Regions from separate parts of the Hordeum vulgare genome. Here regions 1 and 2 are each linked to region 3. The links are chromatin contacts, called in public Hi-C maps. All regions are on one chromosome and are shown on one strand. The core of a region is the stretch at or near the end of the contact, and the rest is flanking DNA. Distances in the headings are between cores, read along the strand shown. Region 1 holds the start of LOC123441539 (proline-rich receptor-like protein kinase PERK2). Region 2 holds the start of LOC123443112 (probable serine/threonine-protein kinase At1g54610). Region 3 holds the start of LOC123443110 (60S ribosomal protein L26-1-like).

Region 1 (2,928 bases), core at 279-2,778, 770 kb after region 3:
GATAAGTAAGAATAATAATGTATTGATTTTTCATATAGGAAACATGTTCTTCTCCACATGAACTGATTTGCTAAGACAGAGAGGATAGAATGAATAGTGATTTCTAGGGTCCCATTTTTCACCCTTTGCTTGCCATTTAATTGGGATTCATGTGACCTTTACTGAATAAAATTCAGAAAAAATGCCACCAACTACAGGTAGTACCCACAAAGTTAGTAAAGCTACTTAGGTTCACCTCATAGCAATGGAATCCCAACATGTGCGTATCAATCAAAGTCTCTAATTTGTAAGATTAAAAAGCTACACATGGATGCATCTACAGGACCAACGAAAAATAATGTTCTACGTGGGAAAGAAAGAGGGAGCGGGTCAGCAATGGCATGATGACCTGGACCTTGGCTTCACCACGTGATGCACGGGGCCGCAATTCCGGCCAACCGATGGCCAGCGAGCAGCAGCAACTGGAGCACCCCCACATCTCGCCGCTCCATTCTCTCTCCCTCCAGCATCCCATCTCCTTCCTCTCGTGGTCCCTTTCCTCTCCCGCTTATCTCGCTCCTCTCTCACAGGTACCCGACACCATGCCGCGTCCACCAGCCGTCGTGCTCCAAGCTCCGGCCTCCCTCCGCTCCGCCCAGAAACGCCTCACCTGCGGGCAATCAGAGGGGGAAGCAAACATCAGCCTGGCCGTGGAGATCGATTTAGACGTGGAATTGGCAGTAGGAGAGGTGTTACCGTCCGGGACTAGTGTCCATGACGCGGTGGAGCAGAGGAGTAGGATGACAACCGACCCTCCTGATGTCGCCGACCTTGGCGCACGGAGGCCGCCTCCTGTCCGCTCGAAGCCTTGATGACGGAGCAGAGAAGAACCACGATGATACTACCTCATGTCCCAACGCTCGATCATGGTGCCGACCTCAATCACCTCTGTATCCATGCCGACCTAGAGGTTGGATGGATGCAGGTCGTCTCCTGCCCGATCCCGATCCCGATCTAGGACTTTAGGGTAGGAAGAGAAGGTGAGGGAAAGGGGAGGGGAAGGGTGTGAGGATGGGGCGGCGTTGGCCAGAGAGAGGGTCACCAGGGGTGGGATGGGCAGGAGGTCGGTGGTGGGGAATATGGTGGTTGCGGCGGCGACTGACCTTGGGGCGGGGAGATAAGGTGAGGGGAAGGGAAGCGGGAGGGTATGAGGATGGGGCGGCGGTGGCCTGAGAGAGGGGCACCGGGGGTAGGAGGGGGAGGAGGTCGGCGATGGCCAGAGAGAGGGGCATCGGGGGTGGGAGGTTGGTGGTGGGGAATACGGTGGTTGCAGCGGCGACTGACCTTAGGGCAGGGGGAGAAGGTGAGGGGAAGGGGAGCGGGAGGGTGTGAGGATGGGGCGGCGGTGGCCGGATAGAGAGGCACCGGGGTGGGAGGGAGGTTGGCGGTGGGGAAGATGGTGACTGCGGCCGCGAGTGAATCGGGGGTGGGAGAGGAGGTGAGGAGCGATTGAGGGAAGGGGCGGGGGCGGGGGCGGGGGGCGGGTCAAGGGCGTGAGGGGCGGGGCGAGCGGCGCAAGGATGTAAAGCAGCGTTTCATTAGTACTCCCTCCGTTTCTAAATATAAGTCTTTCTAAACATTCTACTAAAGGACTACATACATGACATAATTTAGAATGTATATTCACTCATTTTGCTTCGTATGTAGACATTTAGTAAAATCTTTTAAAAAACTTATATTTAGGAACGGAGGGAGTATACTGTACACCATTAGATTACTAATCCGACGATTGATATGACTAGTTGGATATGTCCTCTCGTGTTTTTAATAGTAGGGATAATATCACAACGGCGTGTTAATGAGGTGGTCTCGCAAGACCTTTTTTTTGTTTGAAAGACCGAGCTTGTGGCTGGCATATATTGATCAAAGCAGATAGCAGTGTGGGAAAACAAACATTGGATGCGATCCTAGGATCAAGGAAAAAAAGAAAAAACCGAAGGGAAAAAGAGATGAGGTTACAGATGGCGAAAATTCACGGCGAATCCCAGAAGGGGGGTTCTAAGAACGCCACTCCTGCTTGTCGCCAAAACTCGATGGTTTCATTCTTCATGTTTTGTAACCCGGCGTGCTTGCTCCTGAAGGTGCTTTCATTTCTCTCCTTCCAGATCTCAGACAAAATCAAGATGGTCATTGTCTTGATGGCCTTTTTATGCTCTGGCATGGTTTTGGTGACCATCGCAGCTACAATCTCTAATGATTTTTCCTTCTCCTCCCATTCGCCAAGCCTCCCATGTGTCCATACCTTGAGTGACATCGGGCATTGCCAGAACAAGTGTACAGATGACTCTAGATTCCGAAGACATAACTGGCAGAAATATTCATTTGGCCAGCCCCTGTGTTGTAGGCGATCGTTGCACCATAGTCTGTTCTTGAGCAGCAGCCATGTAAATATCTTCAGACGCGCAGGTGCCCAGGTTGTCCAAAACATCTTTTTGTAATCAGATTTGAAGAAACCCTGGAACTGGGTCTTGTATGCAGAGCTCGCTGAATACTTTCGTGATGCTTCTAGTTTCCACCTGATTGTGTCTCTAGTCCCTTCTTGCAATTGCAGATCCCTATCTTGGATCCATCTATGAAGCCTGATCGCCTCCTCCCAGAGATGCATAGTGTTACCATGGGCTAGGTATTTAATCCAGGTGTCGTTTTCCAGCGCCTCTTTTACTGATCTATTCTTCCTCCTGGAGTGCCTAAATAGAGTTGGGAATGTCGTCTTTAGGTTTTCGGAGCCCGTCCATGAACAGTACCAGAAGGTTGCCGTTGCTCCATTGCCTAGGGTGACAGTCGTTGAAGCACTAAAAAGTGCTCTGTCGGCTTCGTCGCACGAAAGTGCCATGCCATGCCACCGTCTGTCTAGGCTTGTCCAGGAGAGCCAAAGCCAACGTAGCCTTA
Region 2 (2,700 bases), core at 85-2,584, 530 kb after region 3:
AGTGCAATCTCTAAAAGGTCTTATATTTAGAAACGGAGGGAGTACTTACTAACCTTTTATAAAGCAATACTGCAGACCTAACGTATCAACAGCATGGAAGACGAAATACCTCCACCAAATCCGGCCATCTAAGGAAATTCCATACAACGTGAAAAGCACGATCCCACTATTAGGCATTAGCACTGCCCATTTTGGTCTTCCGTAGGGCAGCAATATGTAGCTGAAAAGTAGACACCTTACTCTCGAACCTTGTGTCATATTTCTAATAAGGGCTGCTGGGTGGAGGGGAATAAGCGTAATTCCTTTAGATGGGAATGGAACTAAACTAAGATCCATGTGAACCTAAAGAGATTGGGTCTACTTTTTGCCTGTCCAAACTAGCCCCCGAGAAGAAAGGATTGCCCCATTAATGGCAGAGATTGGCAGTAGTAATGTCTCATATTTCCAGGTTCCATGGTCCACTGAGACTAACAAAACAAGTCCAAAAGAAAGACAAGGCTACCACATTTTCTCATCAAAGATAAAAGGAATCCTCCACTCACAACAGAATTTTACTGTTACCAGTCGTCCCCAGCTACCAGTTACCAGTAAAAAAAAAGGCAAATTCCCCCAGTTACAGAACAATTTTGCAAATCCCAAGCATCCACTAGAGCGATGAAGAAAGAATAGAGAAGGGAAATGGCTGGCCATATTTCCTCGTCTTGTAGTAACAGGAATCCGGAAGAAAAGGAGAGGCAACAATTGCAGGACAATTTTTCCATTTTTTACTGTTCTGAACTTCTGATGTCCCGAAGCAGAGAGACCAAAGCCACAAGCAAAATGCGAAGCAGGCAGCGGAGAAACGAAGAGAGCGTGACCTTGTCGAGCTTCTCGAAGGACTCGGCGCGGCGCGGCACCCAGCCGCGCACGGCCTCGGCGGCGACGGAGGCGAGCCACGGCGGCCACCCGGCCGCCACCTGCTCCGCCTCCAACGCCCTCGGCACCGGGCTCCTCACCTGGCACGCCGCCATGGCCATCGCGGCCGCCCGCCTCCTCTCGAGCGCCTCATCCCGTGCCCTCGCCTGCTTCCGAGCCTCCTCCTCCCTCCTCAGCACGGCCACTCCCGCAGCCGAGAGCTTCCCCGCCGGCGGAGGTGTCTGGCCGCACCGGCCGTCGTCGATGGCCGCGGGGCGGCCGCACACGCAGCCCATGGTGGCTGCGCCGGGGGGCCACGCGGGTCACTCGGCCCGGCCTGCCGCGCCGCCGGGGCAGTCACGGCATGCGGGGGAGCGGATCTCGGGGTCCCAGCGAATTGCGGAGGAGTGCGGTTAGGGTTTGGAGTGGGAGTGGGAGTGGGCGAGGGGGTGGATGGACCCTGGGAGTGGAGGCGGGCGAGTAGTGAGAGACTCACTAGCAACGGCCGGGTGAAGAAGACGGCGAGACGAGACAGGAGAGGAGAGGGACTGGTTTGTAATTTTGGGTTTTCCCTGAGGGTGGACCATGATGTCATGATCCTTTGATTGCTTCTTTGGGAGCTTTTCTTGGGTAGGCCTCTAAGATTGTGTATTTACTAGTACTCCCTCCTATCTTTTTTACTTCACGTATTAGATTTATGTCAAGCCAAAATTTGCAAACTATGATTAAATTTATATTACAAAAAACATCGAGAATACTTTATATGTATACTGTAAAATTACATTTCATAATGAATCTAACAAGATTTATTTAGCATTGTGAACGTTGATACTCCAACACGCAAAACGTATATACACATTAAAAAGGTTTTAAAATTTGTTTTTTTAAGGTTTGTCATATAGAAGGAGTTTGGATCTATGATTTTGGTTTTTCATGCAAAAAAACAATGAGTATAATTTGTCGACAATGGCTAGTTTTTTTAGCTAGAGTGTTAAAAAGTAATGTTTACTATTTTATTTATATATATATATCTTGATGACGCTTTTAAATTTGTTTTTGAAGATCACACCATATATTGAGAAAGAAAAAAAGGCATATAGTAGTTCATTACACAATTGTCCCCTAACCAACAACCCATCCGACCTAAAATTTGAACAAAATTTTGCAATCTCATCAACAACTATGTTGGCATCCAAATTAATTTTCACCAAAGAGAATTGTTGAATAAGGTGAAAAGCCTCTCTTCAAATCAATGATCATCGACATGTCTATCACCATGCAAAAAAATTACAACAAACCAATCAAATCTCCGGAATGATAGGATTATGCATGACCAACACAACATATAGACCCGTCCAAAGAATTCTGCTTCTTCCACACTTGAACAAACTAGACGGAAATCCACGAAGATAAAACAACCTTTCCTTTATGATCTCTAGCCACGACGCGTACGCTAGCAAAACCTTCCTTCGCTACAAAGCTCGCATCAACATTAATCTTAATCATTCCAACATATTGCTTATCCAAGGATGAACGTGATAAATCGCACATAGTGAAACTCACCTAGTCAACAACCCGTTTACCTTTATCCAACCATGAATGAATAGTTTCCCTCGATGCCCCCACTTAAATATGCTCAAAGATTGTCAAGGACATAACGCTCAAATTGAAGCATTTTTCATCCCCAAAGGTCACATTATTCCTAAAGTGTCAGTTATCCCAAATGAAAGCCAAAATTTGTTAGGACATTTTTTTCCTTGATGGTTTTAGTGATTGATGACAGTTCTTTTGTGGATTAATCGTGTG
Region 3 (2,978 bases), core at 262-2,761:
AATGAACCAATTTCATCCAAAGATGTCCAGCAAAAATCATCATCATTTTGAAGATCAAGAACACACCCAGGCAGAAGTCACATTTTATCACACTAACCATTACATCTTCAGGCACACTAACTACTCAAGAATTCGGCAAAAACAGCATGAAGGGATGTTTCTGCTGTGATGTTAAGCAGAGAGTTTGGACTGATGGAGAAGACTGAACAAAAAAAACTTTGCTTCTGTGCGTAGAATGATACTGAGTAAGATTTCAACAGAATCACAGAGAAACAAACAGCAGACAGTCACCCCAACAAACACAAGGCAATAACTAACCATCCGATAAGCAAACGATCAGGTGATGAGTCTGAAATTCCAGCTATACCAAAGGCTGTTGGATGGTGTAGAGCAGGAAATGTCATGGAACGATGAGACAAAGGGTTACTGACTGCTACTGGAAAGAAAGACTGGATCACAACTGCCTACGGAAACAGGTTGAATTTATCATTTACCTCAAAGTTATTCCTCTATGGCTGACCAAAAACTACTCTATGGCTGACCAAAAACGCTTTAAACGCTCTTATATTAGTTTACCAAGGGAGTACCTCATACCATTTAGTATGATCTAGCAAGTCGATAAAACATTACAAGTACAGGGTCTGACATGTGCCACACACACTGTATAACCTTGTAGCTAACGGATGATGAGCAATATCTCTAGTGCACGAAGATATACAAAATAACAACTTTAATAAGATCTACACGGCAGACAATGAACGAGATATTTAAACATGTAATGAAGTCTTCATATCAAAATCCAGGGCACAGGCACATGATAGATGCACATTAAAGGTTCCAAAACGCTCATCCACGGACATCTTACGAATAATAAAGCAGCAGTTTTCAGATAGCATATCCTAACAGAACAGGTGATTGGTAAAAAACTAGGATAGCAAGAGCAGTATGGCAACCGAGCTTAATCAATCTCCTGGAGCGAGGCGCCGGTGGCCGTGGCGCCACCAGCTGCGGCGGCGACGTCCTCGGCGGTGAACTTGCCCTTGGCCTTGTCAGCAGCGCGGCCACGAGCCTTGCGGTCGAGGAGGGCCTTGCGGTCCTTGTCCAGCTTGAGCTTGGTGACGATCACCTTGCTGGGGTGGATGCCGACGTTGACCGTGGATCCATTCACCTTCTCCCTGGTGATCCGCTCCACGTGGATGACCCAGCGGCGGCGGTAGACCTGCACCACCTTTCCCTCGCGGCCCTTGTAGGTGCCGCGCACGACCTGCACCTCGTCGTCCTTGCGGATCGGGATGGAGCGGACGTTGTACTTGTGGCGCAGCTCGGAGGAGAGGGCGGCGGACATGAGCACGCGGCGGACGGAGGACGGCGCCGTGAAGTGCGCCTTGCGGCACTTCCGGCGGGAGCTCGTGACGCGGGGGTTGCGCTTCATGGCGGCGGCGGGGGGGTGGGCGCTCTCCCTTACCTGGGGGGCGGCGGCGGGGGCTAGGGTTCTGGTGCGGGAGGGAGTGTGTGGAGGCGGCGGGATGTTGCGGTGGGAGGGCAATATATAGGTGGGATGGTACTAGGGTTTTATCTGCGCTCCGTCGCGTGGGCTCGGCGAGGCGTTCGATGGGGAGTGGACGGCGCGGATATGTTCGGCGGAATGGGTTGTTGGGCTAGCTGGGCCGTTGTTACTTGTTTCTTTGGACTAATTTGAGTACATGTTTGGGCTTATAAAACAAGAAGGTCCGACCGAATGCTGATCTGCTGGCCCGTGTAAACTGAAAGCCTAGCCGGCTGCCTCCAGCGATCACGATGCACGTAGGAAAACCGTGAGGCCTTGTTCGGTTCAACCTCCTCCCGACGAGTTTGAAGATCGGAGGGGAATTTGGTTTATACTTCCTCTGTTCCAAAATATAAGACATTTTAGAGATTTTACTGAGGGACTACATACGGAATAAAATGAGTGGATTTATACTTTAAAATATGTCTATGTACATCCGTATGTAGCTCATAGTGCAATCTCTAAAATGTCTTATACTCCGTCCGTTTCAAAATATAAGACCTTTTAGGTATTTCACTAAAAGACTACATACGAAGCAAAATAAGTGAATTTATATTCTAAAATATGTCTATGTACATTCGTATGTAGTTTGTAATACAATCTCTAAAATGTCTTATATTTAGGAACGGAGGGAGTATTTATGAACGGATGGAGTATTTACTAGTATAAATACCCGTGCGTTGCACCGGGTAAAAAAAAACACAACATGCTTCATGTGTCATTATGCATTATTTTTTATATCCTCACGTTCACTCTGCGGAGCCTCCAATTCAACTCTAACTTGAAGTTCAGTTCCAAGTTCACTCTGGAGAGCGTCCATTTCACCTCTAACTTTAAGCTCAGTTTCAGGTTGACTTTGCGGAGCCTCCTTTTCACCTATAACTTCAGAACAATCACTGTTTTCAGCCACTGGTTCAATCAGGCATGCATCCACACGCACAACGCCCGCATCCGTGTCCTCCTCCACGTCGCTGAGCTGGGACTGCGTGTGCGCCGGTTCCTCAACAGGCTGTGATGGATGAACATCCACCATGGGCAGTTGGTGGCTGGCATTTATTTCAACAACATGTGCATCATTCAGGCCAGCAACAACAACAGCTTCATTGTCCTGACCATTGTCCTCTGTTTCCATCTCTTCATATTCATAGGTGACACCACCATCATCTTCATCATGTTCATCTAATTCCACCACCTCTCCATATTCATACTCTGCATCTTCATCTTCAGGCCTTGCACCATCATGCTCTGGTTCTACCGCATCTTCGTCTTCATGGCTGGCGCCGTTCTCCACCATTACCACCTCGGAGTGAAGAATCTTCGGATCCCTCGGCAATTTATCAACATCACCGCGATCCACTTAACTGTCACGCCCGACAGCAGTTCTAGACTTTGCTGGCACCTTGTTCTGATCTAGATCGCCACTGCGTGCGTG

What was found. Hi-C and Micro-C count contacts between places; a contact is called where the count stands out from the background.
Region 1: a Hi-C map of leaf shows a contact between it and region 3, with 2.8 times the contacts expected there. The contact joins the promoter of LOC123441539 here to the promoter of LOC123443110 in region 3. A contact is called at or near these places in 2 of 6 Hi-C or Micro-C datasets (leaf and seedling) and 1 of 1 datasets of contacts at active chromatin or transcription factors (embryo).
Region 2: a contact with region 3 is called in a Hi-C map of leaf, with 6 times the contacts expected there. The contact joins the promoter of LOC123443112 here to the promoter of LOC123443110 in region 3. A contact is called at or near these places in 5 of 6 Hi-C or Micro-C datasets (leaf, seedling and an unstated tissue) and 1 of 1 datasets of contacts at active chromatin or transcription factors (embryo).

Annotation. Positions count from the first base shown.
Region 1 is chr3H:95,560,262-95,563,189 of MorexV3_pseudomolecules_assembly, forward strand. It overlaps LOC123441539 (proline-rich receptor-like protein kinase PERK2), which reads right to left and starts at 1,529. Exons shown (of 3, transcript XM_045117930.1): 1 at 736-1,529; 2 at 389-649. The coding sequence starts at 1,529. The coding sequence ends at 1,002.
Region 2 is chr3H:95,313,436-95,316,135 of MorexV3_pseudomolecules_assembly, forward strand. It overlaps LOC123443112 (probable serine/threonine-protein kinase At1g54610), which reads right to left and starts at 1,335. Exons shown (of 8, transcript XM_045119373.1): 1 at 858-1,335. The coding sequence starts at 1,190.
Region 3 is chr3H:94,787,235-94,790,212 of MorexV3_pseudomolecules_assembly, forward strand. LOC123443110 (60S ribosomal protein L26-1-like) reads right to left here and starts at 1,512. Exons shown (of 1, transcript XM_045119370.1): 1 at 767-1,512. The coding sequence starts at 1,432. The coding sequence ends at 959.